2 separate regions of the Danio rerio genome follow, and region 2 is linked to region 1. A link is a contact called in public Hi-C data. All regions are on one chromosome and are shown on one strand. Each heading gives the region's core, a stretch centred on a gene start, on an enhancer-like site or on the middle of the called end of the contact. The rest is flanking DNA. Distances are from core to core; before and after follow the strand shown. Region 1 holds the start of crebbpb (CREB binding protein b). Region 2 holds the start of tfap4 (transcription factor AP-4 (activating enhancer binding protein 4)).

Region 1 (5,533 bases), core at 1,560-4,059:
GAATGGGAATGTTTATTTAATAGGCATTTTAATTACATTTGTCAGATCTTTGTACACAGCACATCTTTGTACGTACATCACAGAGACGTCTCTTTGTTGTGTATTTACATCTGGAAGACATATTTTTTACATCTGCAGTACGTCTACTGGATGTCTAATTTTGGATGTTAAATAGATGTGAAGAAAATGTCTGTAAGATGTTTATGACTGGGAACGTTTGTTAAATAGACCTTTCAGTGACATCTGGAAGACTTATTTGTTACATCTGCATTACGTCTATTGGATGTCTAATTTTAGACGTTAAATAGATGTGTATGTCTTTAAGATGTTTATGATTAGGGTTGTTTGTTAAACAGACCCTATAATGACATTTATCAGATCTTTGTATGTACATCACAGAGACGTCTCTGTTGTGTGTGTTTATATCTGGAAGACGTATTTATTACATCTGCATTACGTCTATTGGATATCTATTTTTAGACGTTAGATGTGTAGAAAATGTCTTTAAGATGTTTATGATCAGGAATGTTTATTAAATAGGCATTTTAATGACATTTATCAGATCTTTGTACATACATCACAGAGACGTCTCTTTGTTGTGTGTTTACATCTGGAAGACATTATTTATTAAATCAACAACATGTCTATTAGATGTCTAATTTAGGATGTTAAATAGATGTATTGCAAATGTCTTTAAGATGATGATTGGGAATGATTGTTAAAAAACTTTCATTGGCATTTATCTGATCTTTGTACATACAGTTCATTACAGAGACATCTATTTGTTGTGTGCGTTTACGTCTGGAAGACGTATTTATTACATCTGTGGTATGTCTTCTGGATGTCTCCTCTTGGATGTTGAATAGATGAGTTGAAAATCTCTTTAAGATGTTTATGATTGTGATGTTTGTTAAATAGACATTTTAATGACATTTATCAGATCTTTGCACGTGCATAACAGAGACGTCTTTTTGTTGTGTGTGTTTACATCTGAAAGATTAATTACATCTGCATTATACATCTATTGGATGTCTATTTTAGACGTTAAATAGATGTGTTGAAAACATCTTTGAGATGTTTATGATTGCTAATGGTTGTTAAAGACCTTTCAATGACATCTATCTAATCTTTGTACTTACAGTACATCACATCACATCACATCACAGAGATGTCTATTTGTTGCGTGTTTACATCAGACATTATTTATTACATCTACATCATGTCTAATTTTAGATGTTAAATAGATGTGTTGAAAATGTCTTTAAGATGTTTATGATTGAGAATGTTTGTTAAATGGACCTTTTATAGCATTTATCAGATCTTTGTACATGCATCACAGAGACGTCTCTTTGTTTTGTGTGCTTACATCTGGAAGACATATTTAATACCTCCGTGTTACGTCTATTAGATGTCTCTTCTTAGATGTTAAATAGATGTGTATGTCTTTAAGATGTTTATAATTGAGAATGTTTGTTAAATAGACATTTTAATGGCATTTAACAGATCTTTGTACACAGCAGATGGTATCCAGACCAAACGATTATCTGCATTACGTCTATTAATACAATATAAGTTATTAATAATATTAATATAAGTATAATTTTAGTAGAAAATAGAAAATAGAAAATGTATTTAAGATGTTTATGATCGGGAATGTTGGCTAATTAGGCATTTCAATGACGTTTATCAGATATTTATACACAGCACATCTTTGTATGTACATCACAGAGATGTCTCTGTTGTGTGTTTACATATGGAAGACGTTTTTATTACATCTGTGTTACGTCTATTGGATGTCTCATCTTTGATGTAACATAGATGTGTATAAAATGTCTTTAAGTTGTTTATAATTAAGAATGTTTGCTGTAGACCTTATAATGACATTCATCAGATCTTTGTACACAGCACATCTTTATATGTACATTACAGAGACGTCTCTTTGTTGTGTGTTGTGTATTTATTGTATCTGTGTTACGTCTATTAGATGTCTCATTTTAGATGTTACATAGATGTGTTGAAAATGTCTTTAAGATGTTTATGATTGAGAATGTTTGTTAAATAGACATTTTAATGACATGTATCAGATGTTTGTCCAGACCAAACGATCTTCAAAATATGTCTTATAAATGTACGTGTGCTATCTGGGGTGTGTTTATTAATTCAAGAATGTATGATTATTCTTTTTATGATTTCTTGAAATGTACCCCCATTTACTCAATCTGTATTCATCTGTACAAAGTTTCTCTTGTTTGTACATATGCATTACTCTCTGTGTTGACATAATTTTTGTATTATTTATACAGATGCATGTGCCATACTGTTACATCAGAGCTAATGGATGAAAAGGGAAATACAGTGTTGAAGTCTGCCTTCTGTCTGTTGATTTGTAGTGAATCTACCTATCTTTTGGCTGTGTTCACATTAACAATATCTTGCACACACACACACACTTTCACACGAGTTTAATTTGGGGCTCAACTCTTCCTTTCCATGTGACTTTTGCATGCTGTTTTTTGACACATTTAAACTGCAGTTAGTACTGAATAATCCTTTTGATACAGTGCAAGAAACTTGTATTTTATTTTACTAACTACTTGTTAACCGTATGATGGCATTTAGTTGCAATTATACACTATTTCTCATAAGGTTGCATTTAATTTTGAATCTACGCCATTTGTATGTAAACCACCCCCTCTAGCGGCAGCTCTGGTTACAACCGCGTGACGTGCGGTTTGCGTAAGGGGCGTGGCTGCGCAGCCCCTCCCCCTCCAGTCTGGCTGGAAAAGAAAAAAAAACTTTTTGTATCGAAGGAATCAACAGCCGCCATCTTGCGCGAATGAGCGTCAGGATTTCGGGAGAGCATTATATTATTTTTTACGCAGCCGGCTCCAACGGAACCGACCCAAATAGCTTCCCTGCGACGGAAACGACAAGCTTCGGGCCAGATCGAGGATCTTTGTGGCGAAAATCAGCGTAATGGAGCCGTTTTTGTGGTCGGCTGGAAAACCCCCGTATATCTGATTTCCCCCTTCAGCGCGAGCGGCGCTCCTGTGCCACTCGCCTATATTCAAAAATAAATATTTCCTCCCGATTTTCATTTATCTTTCTGGACTTCGATGATTATTCGATTCGGGATGGACATGGAGCTTGAAGGTCTTTATTTATATTCGCAGAAAATCGCCTTTTTGAAGAGACCCACGCGAACCACTTGAAGGACCCAGGATTGCTGTTTTTTCGCCCTCGTCGTTTATTTTTCGGTTTTAACGATGATATAATTTATTTTCGCGGGGTTTGGGGTGATCATTAAGGTTAATTATGCGGGTTTTGGGTGTTGGATTATCATGGGGTGAATGGCGGTGGCGGAGCGGGGCGCTGTTGAGTCGCGTTTGAGCCCCATCTGTTAATTATTGGCCCCTGATCGCTGAATAATAATAGAAAAACCCGAGGCTTGATTTGATTTATTTCGCTTTGTCCCCCCTCCCGGGCTCTTGGAAGACGCATTTATTGCTTTGACGTGTTTTTTTGTGAAGCGAGAGAGCACGATGGCTGATAATCTACTGGATATGGGTCCCTCCGCCGCAAAGCGGCCCAAACTGAACTCACCTGCCCTATCCTCCTCCGACACTCCAGGTAAGATGCTCACCTGTCACATCATCACATCTGTCAAATATGAAGCACATCAGAAAGCTCGATCAGATCTAGGCGAACCGCTTCGCTCATGTAGACCAGGTCACCTGTCCCAGAAAGCATTTACTCCAACTTCAAATGGAGCAGGTAAACCATTCACGTGGTCAGTAAGAGACAGCTCAGGCTAGGCTCATATACCTGTCCCACCAGACACCTTCCAGATCATGACCAGGTAAGTCCCTTCACATTATCACCACAGGGCTGATCAGATCCTTCATAAACCTCACCTGTTCTTCAGAAACTCACAGGTCCTGTTAGTCATTTAGCATATCGTGTTTTATTTTATCACCAGCGCTTATTAATATTATTTTTACGCCTAATGTTTCTGATATCTCCAATGCAGAACCGATTTACTACAATGACCACGATCAATAGACGATTAACAAACGTTGACTGAAATGTTTGTGACCTAAAGAGTCTCATTTTCTCCTTTACGTCCTGATGAAACTTTTATAATGTTAAACTTTCACATTTCACTGTAAAATGAACAACTGTTACATCTGCGTGAAGTAAACACTGTATTATTTCATGTTGTGCAGTTGAATATTGTGTTTTCGTTTTATTTAGATGCCAATAAAATGGTGGCATTTATCAGCAAACGATGATAAAAACCGATTAAGATAAAAAATGTAAACATCGGTAAAAAGATCGCATATTTATCTAACTAGGGTTAATTTTCTGATATAATAAGGATGAACTGGTTTTGTATTTTTCTAAATGTATACATGGGTAATTATTATATCATGGTATAAATATAAGCCACCAATATTTATTTATATTGCTCTTTAGTAATGATTTGTGACCTAAATGGTCAAAGTAATCTGGTACGTTACAATTTATATCATTACTATTATTTATGTTTGTATCTTTTAAAGTGTGTATTGTTTGATTTTTATTTAGAGGCTTGACAATTTATATCAGTAATAACAATTAATATCAGTAAAATACTGCAAACGATCTTTGATTGCACTGTAGCTTTTTCCTGTCAGGCGGAGCCGGGTTTAACCGAGACACTTAAATGTCCCGTAATAATCCTCTGGAACTGGGCGCAAGTTAGATTTTCAGCTCTAAACCTGGTCTTACTGTCCAGCAGAAACAGCCTTGTTCATTTCAGCATGACTGCAGTTCCAGGCCTTTATTTACCATGTGAGTTCACAACCAAGAAATTGTGCATATATAAATGTATGCACAAGTAATGTGTGACCCGAATATCGAATTATATACATAAAGTGTATTTTTTAGACATGTAATAGTGAATTTTATGTCTTAAAATTTACTTCATTTGCCTGATGGTGACTTCTGAAGCTGTTCTGCTGCTGAATGTGCAGGAGCTCCTGTGGAATGTAATGACACAGATTCAGATATTTATCATGATATGCTCTCTTGAGTGACGTCTTCTTGCAAGCTATTCATTTAGTTGTGACTATCGAGTATGTCTGCTGGAGGTGTTTTTCTGGCAGGACTGCTAGCAGTCGATGCGATGACAATAGACACCAGTCTTGGAGAAAGCAGAAGTTTTCTTTTCATCCCCATTTTGCGTGCAAGTTTTCATGCACCATCTGTTGAGGTTTCAAACAGCTGAATAACACTGCTATGCTTGCTGCCTGAGACTTCAGTGCAGTGATTCGCAGTCTTCCTTTCAACTTAAAGGGCTTCTTCCACAGAGAAAGAAATTCTGTAGCTGTTTCTTTTTCTCGCTTTTTTTTTTTTCTTAGTTTACTGCTTTCACAACTTTTTCGCTGACTTTTTCTCTTTGAAGTCTCAAATTTTGCTGCTGCCACTGAATAAAAAAACTTATTTTTATCTCACAATTTCTTCTCTTTTGCCATTGTAAGTAGGACTGCAC
Region 2 (5,533 bases), core at 1,488-3,987, 280 kb before region 1:
AAAAAGCGCGCTCGCTTTAAAACAAACGTCAACAAATACAATATGCAGATGAACATCCCAGATGTGCGTTATGCGTCTCATTGTGCTCTGATGTTGCATGTGCTGTAAACTTACGATCAATTCTGTTCGAGTTAAGTGAATAATGGTGAATAAGTAAAAAGTAAAAGCTGTTCACAAAGCCTGTCTGTTTAGATCTTGTTTATTTATTGTTAAAAGTATATATATATATATATATATATATATATATATAAATATAGTTGAAGTCAGAATTATAGGACCCTTTTGATTTTTTGATTTGCTAAATGGAAATGGTGTTTAACAGAGCAAGGAAAGCTTCAATTTTCACAGTAGGCTGTCTGATAATATCTTTTCTTCAAGAGAAAGTCTAATTTGTTTTATTTCGGCTAGAATAAAAGCAGTTTAATTTTTTTTTAAAATCCTTTTTAAAGTCAAAAATATTAGCCCCGCTATATTTTTTTCGATAGTCTACAGAACAAACCATCATTATACAATAACTTGCCTAAATACCATAACCTGCTTAACCTAATTAACCTAGTTAAGCCTTTAAATGTCACTTTAAGCTGTATAAAAGTGTCTTAAAATATCTAGTCAAATATTATTTACTGTCATCATGGCAAAGATAAAATAAATCAGTTATTAGAAATGAATTATTAAAACTATTATGTTTAAAAATGTGTCGAAAAATGTGTCTCCGTTAAACAAAAATTTAGGGAAAAAAGAAACGGGGCTAATAATTCTGACTTCATATATATATATATATATATATATATATATATATATATATATATATATATATATATATATATATATATATATATTCGCCTCGTTTTCTGTTTAATTATGAGGTTTAAATGCTCTATTAAGGGACATTTTAAGCACAATTTTTAGCTGGATTAGCTTGACGGATGGTCATCAAAACAATTAAAACATGACTTTACTTACGTCATATTCTGCATGGTCTTAAAACTTTTAATGGTTTATTTACACAATTTATAATGGCATAGCTGTCAAAATTGGATAAATGAGGAAATAGGGGCAAACTTCTGCACCAATGGCAAATTCTGGACCTTTGTCTGGTGGTCTTTCGAACCACCCGAACCTATACAATATTATATTTGTGCATATACATTAGATTAGTCAGTACTGAAGCCAAATATGGAGCTTATCTAACAAAATAGCTGATGATAACAGTCCAAAAACTAGTACACCCACCCAAATTTATAGAAAAATATTAATAACAAATTTTTAAAAAGAGGAAAATCGAAGAGAAGCAAAACAAAAGAAGAATTTTGTCGAAATTTTGTAGGTTGTAATTTTTTTTTTTTTTGCAATATTTTACTTCAATTTAATTCTTTCAATTTCTAAACATGTTTGGTGACTAAATTATTATTTCAAAAAATATAAAATGTCTCTATTAAATCTGTCTTGTTTAAATGAACCAAAAAAGTATTATTTTTAAAGCAATTTTAACGCAGAGCACATTTCTGAACATAATAGTTTTAATAACTCATTTCTAATAACTGATTTATTTTATCTTTGCCATGAGGACTGTAAATAATATTTGACTAGATATTTTTCAAGACACTTCTATACAGATTAAAGTGACATTTAAAGGCTTAACTGGGTTAATTAGGATAACTAGGCTGGTTTGGGTAATTAGGCAAGTTATTGTATAACGATGGTTTGTTCTGTAGACTATCGAAAAAATATATAGCTTAAAGGAGCTAATCATTTTGAAATTGTTTTAAAAAAAGCTGAACTAAAGCAAATAAGCCTTTCTCCAGAAGACAAAATATTATCAGACATACTGTGAACATTTCCTTGCTCTGTTAAACATCATTTGGGTAAATCATTTAAATATTTAAAGGGGGCCTAATAACTTTGACTTTAACTGTATATATATATATATATATATATATATATATATATATATATATATATATATTTGTTATTTTTTATTAATTATATATTGTATTTGGATATATATATATATATATATATATATATATATATATATATATAGATAGATAGATAGATAGATAGATAGATAGATAGATAGATAGATAGATAGATAGATAGATAGATAGATAGATAGATAGATAGATAGATAAATTTTTTTATTGCCGTGATAATTAACTAAATATAAAACTGATTTTTATGCAATATAAATTATAAAATAATATATACAAAGATTTAAACGCTTTATTAAATTTATTAAATATTAGTATTTTAACATTCAAAATTTTTTAGTTTAAATATAAAATGCTCGCTTAATGTACGTTAAATGGGTGTGTGTGTATATATATATATACACACATATATATATAAATACATTTCTATACATATTTCAAACATATATTTATATAAATTATACATCATATTACATATTTCCATAACCAATCAATGCATTCTGTATATGCACAACAGACAATACGCCCAAGGCGCGTCTATTTAAATACATTTAAATTACAACACGCAATACGCATGTAACAGTTCAAGAGGTTTTTTTAGGAGAACAAAAATGGACGATGTTTAAATACTGCTGTTGCAATTCTCCTTTGTTTACATGCAAGTCCTCCTGCTCGGCGGAAGGAGGCTTTTTGGTTGTGCAGAGCCGTGTGTGTGTGTGTGTGTGTGTGTGTGTGTGTGTGTGTGTGTGTGATTCCTACCAGCTGTTTCCCGCCTTGAAAGACATCCGATCAGCTGCAAACACACACACACACACACACACACAGAGGCAGAAGGAGGGAGGGAAAGAGAGCGAGCGAGCGCCACACACATACACACACACACTACGAGGGAACCCCATCAGCTGGAAGAATAGAGTAACCTTACAACTCAACACTCATCTCACGCGCTCATGCCCAAAATCAGCAGGACGCGCGCGCCTCCGCTCCGTACATGAGAACGAGACCCAAAGTAACGCGTCTGTTTCTGAATCAACAACAAAAGTAGAAGAAGAAAAGAAGCCACAGAGGAGAGCCAGAGCTGGAGAGAAGAGGGGAAGCATGGAGTATTTCATGGTACCAGCTCAGAAGGTGCCCTCCTTGCAACATTTCAGGAAAACCGAGAAAGAAGTCATAGGGGGCTTGTGCAGGTACGTAAAAACCCCAAAAACATTGCCTTGACGTTCACATGTGTGCGATTTGTCTTTAATCGCGCGCCAACAGCAGCAGCAACAGCACTACTACTAGAGTAACATGCGTGCACGATTTCTGTGTTATTGTGTACATGCGCCTCTCCAATGCTTCAACACAGCGCCTAACCCACGCGAGACTCGATTTTCTAACTCCCATTCACCTCTTAGGGGTGTATAAAAGCCCACCAGGCTGTCAGGTCACTGTTAGCGATGAAATATCTCCGCGAAATCGATGCATTTTGTGTCTAACAAACACAAACCACGTGGTTGCGCGCACACACACACGGCACGCTGCTCACCTCGCGCGCGCGATTAATATTAAAAAACGCGGCCTGTTTTGATTTTGCTGGTGAATTGGTGGTCGTGTGTGCTTGTTTATAGACTAGGAGCGCGTTTGCGTTTTAGTTGGAGTGTGTTCTGGGGGGCTTAAGTTATTGTGGGCAGTGCGCGGCCATGCTTGTGGCTCGTGCATTTGGCGTCGTGTGTTTCTCCCCAGTGCGATAATGCATTAAAAGTCCCCGCGCGCGAGGATTTCTGAGTGAAAATGGGCGATAAGAGCGATTAACGCATTGGTGCTTGCGGCGGGACGGGGTTCAGACGGGTTTTGGACTGCGTCGCTGCTGCCGCATGGACGGAGGAAGCGCGCATTGTTGTAATGGCGGACCGAATCATCTGTGAACACGATGTTTTTTAATTTAGGCCGGCGAGGTGCTTCGTTAACTCGCTTCACGTGTCCATTTCGGCGCAGCGTGAGTGGGGATTTATGTTTTTAGAGGTTAGTAAATTAATAACTGGTGTTATTTTAATAAGGGGGTGTGTATGCTGGTGAAGGAAGGCCCCGTCAATGCGTCTGCGATCCATTCTCAGAAGGGGGCGGGGCAAGTGAGCCGATTAGCGCACGGCGTTTTGGGAAATGTAGTTCTTTTGTATTCCCGACCTCAGTTGGCATACAAATGATGCTTGTAGTTATACGAACAGCTGATGGTTGTTGTTTACACGCAATTTATCAATGTATATTGAAATACCCTAAGGTATAAAATAGTGCCTTAAGTTTGCAAATGTACTAGTCTGAAACACAAACTTAATAGCCTATGTTTGAACTTTTTTTGAGAAGTGTTGCTGTAGTTGTAATGTATATGTAATAAACTAGCGACAATTTTATTTATTTATTGGTGGTCAGTTTTGCAAACATAAAGAAAGACCTTTTCTGGTTGTTTTCAAGTAGGTATTAAATAGTGAAAATTTTGAGCCAAAACTTGCGCTTATAGCAGTTTGTTTATAATGTGATCAAAATGCAATTAATATGAGTGGAATATTTTAGAAATGTTGTGCTTTTTGCTAATATTATTTATTATTTTCGTTGAATTGTCTTAAAACTGAATTACGAACAGAATCACAAGCTTGTGTTGTGAAATAAACATACATAGTCACTTCTATTATTAGTATTAGTAATATTTTGTAATTTGATTGCATGCATTGCTACTGACAAATTTAAACCTTGTAGATTTATTAGTGCTGTTTAAAAGATTAATAAAACAGATCTGTGGGTACTGTGAATATCTTTGTCAATATAAATATATGCATGAATATAGAGTAAATTTGTTTTTTATTTTTATAGCTTTGGACTAGATTTATTTAAAGCTGCTATAACAATAAATCATTAGACACATTAGGCACACTCATTTAATCGTTAAAATATTATTTTGAAAACAGTAATAACGTACAATAATTAATAATAATAATAATAATAAAACGCTTCATTTGTATGCCAACTGAGGTCGGGAATAAAAAAAACTAACTATTCCTATAATGCCCAATGAATCATTTTTAAATATTATTATTTTAAAAATATTATTAATTATTTTCGATAATAAATAATAATAAATTGCATTAATTATTGCATTTGCAATTAATTTCAATTAAATGCCATTTTGAAATTGTATGCTAACTGAGTTCAGGAATAAAAAACAATTCCCATAATGCCCGTTTAATCATTTTAAAATAAAAGCATAATTATTTATTATTTTCCATAATTTAAAAAATATATAATTAAATGCATGAATTGTATGCTGGCCGGGAATATAAAAAAACTACAATTCCCATAATGCTCAAATAATTATTTTAAAATATCATTATTTTAAAAATATAATTATTATTAGTTTTAATATTTATAAATAGTCTGTTAACACTGAATTAGCAACAGAATTAAAGGCCTGTGATGTAAATTAATATTAATAATAATTAATATTATTTCATTTAATGTTTTTAGTAATTAATTGATCAATCAAAGCAAAAGCTTAAATTCATATATACGTCGTTCAATACCCCCTTTTAAATAGATTACAGCTGAATGACATTATGAGATGAGTAGTG

The links. Hi-C and Micro-C count contacts between places; a contact is called where the count stands out from the background.
Region 2: a Hi-C map of an unstated tissue shows a contact between it and region 1, with 4 times the contacts expected there. The contact joins the promoter of tfap4 here to the promoter of crebbpb in region 1. A contact is called at or near these places in 1 of 18 Hi-C or Micro-C datasets (an unstated tissue) and 1 of 4 datasets of contacts at active chromatin or transcription factors (embryo).

What each region holds. Positions count from the first base shown.
Region 1 is chr3:10,112,266-10,117,798 of GRCz12tu, reverse strand. crebbpb (CREB binding protein b) reads left to right here and starts at 2,809. Exons shown (of 31, transcript NM_001365186.1): 1 at 2,809-3,630. The coding sequence starts at 3,543.
Region 2 is chr3:10,389,317-10,394,849 of GRCz12tu, reverse strand. It overlaps tfap4 (transcription factor AP-4 (activating enhancer binding protein 4)), which reads left to right and starts at 2,737. Exons shown (of 7, transcript XM_005168469.6): 1 at 2,737-3,118. The coding sequence starts at 3,030.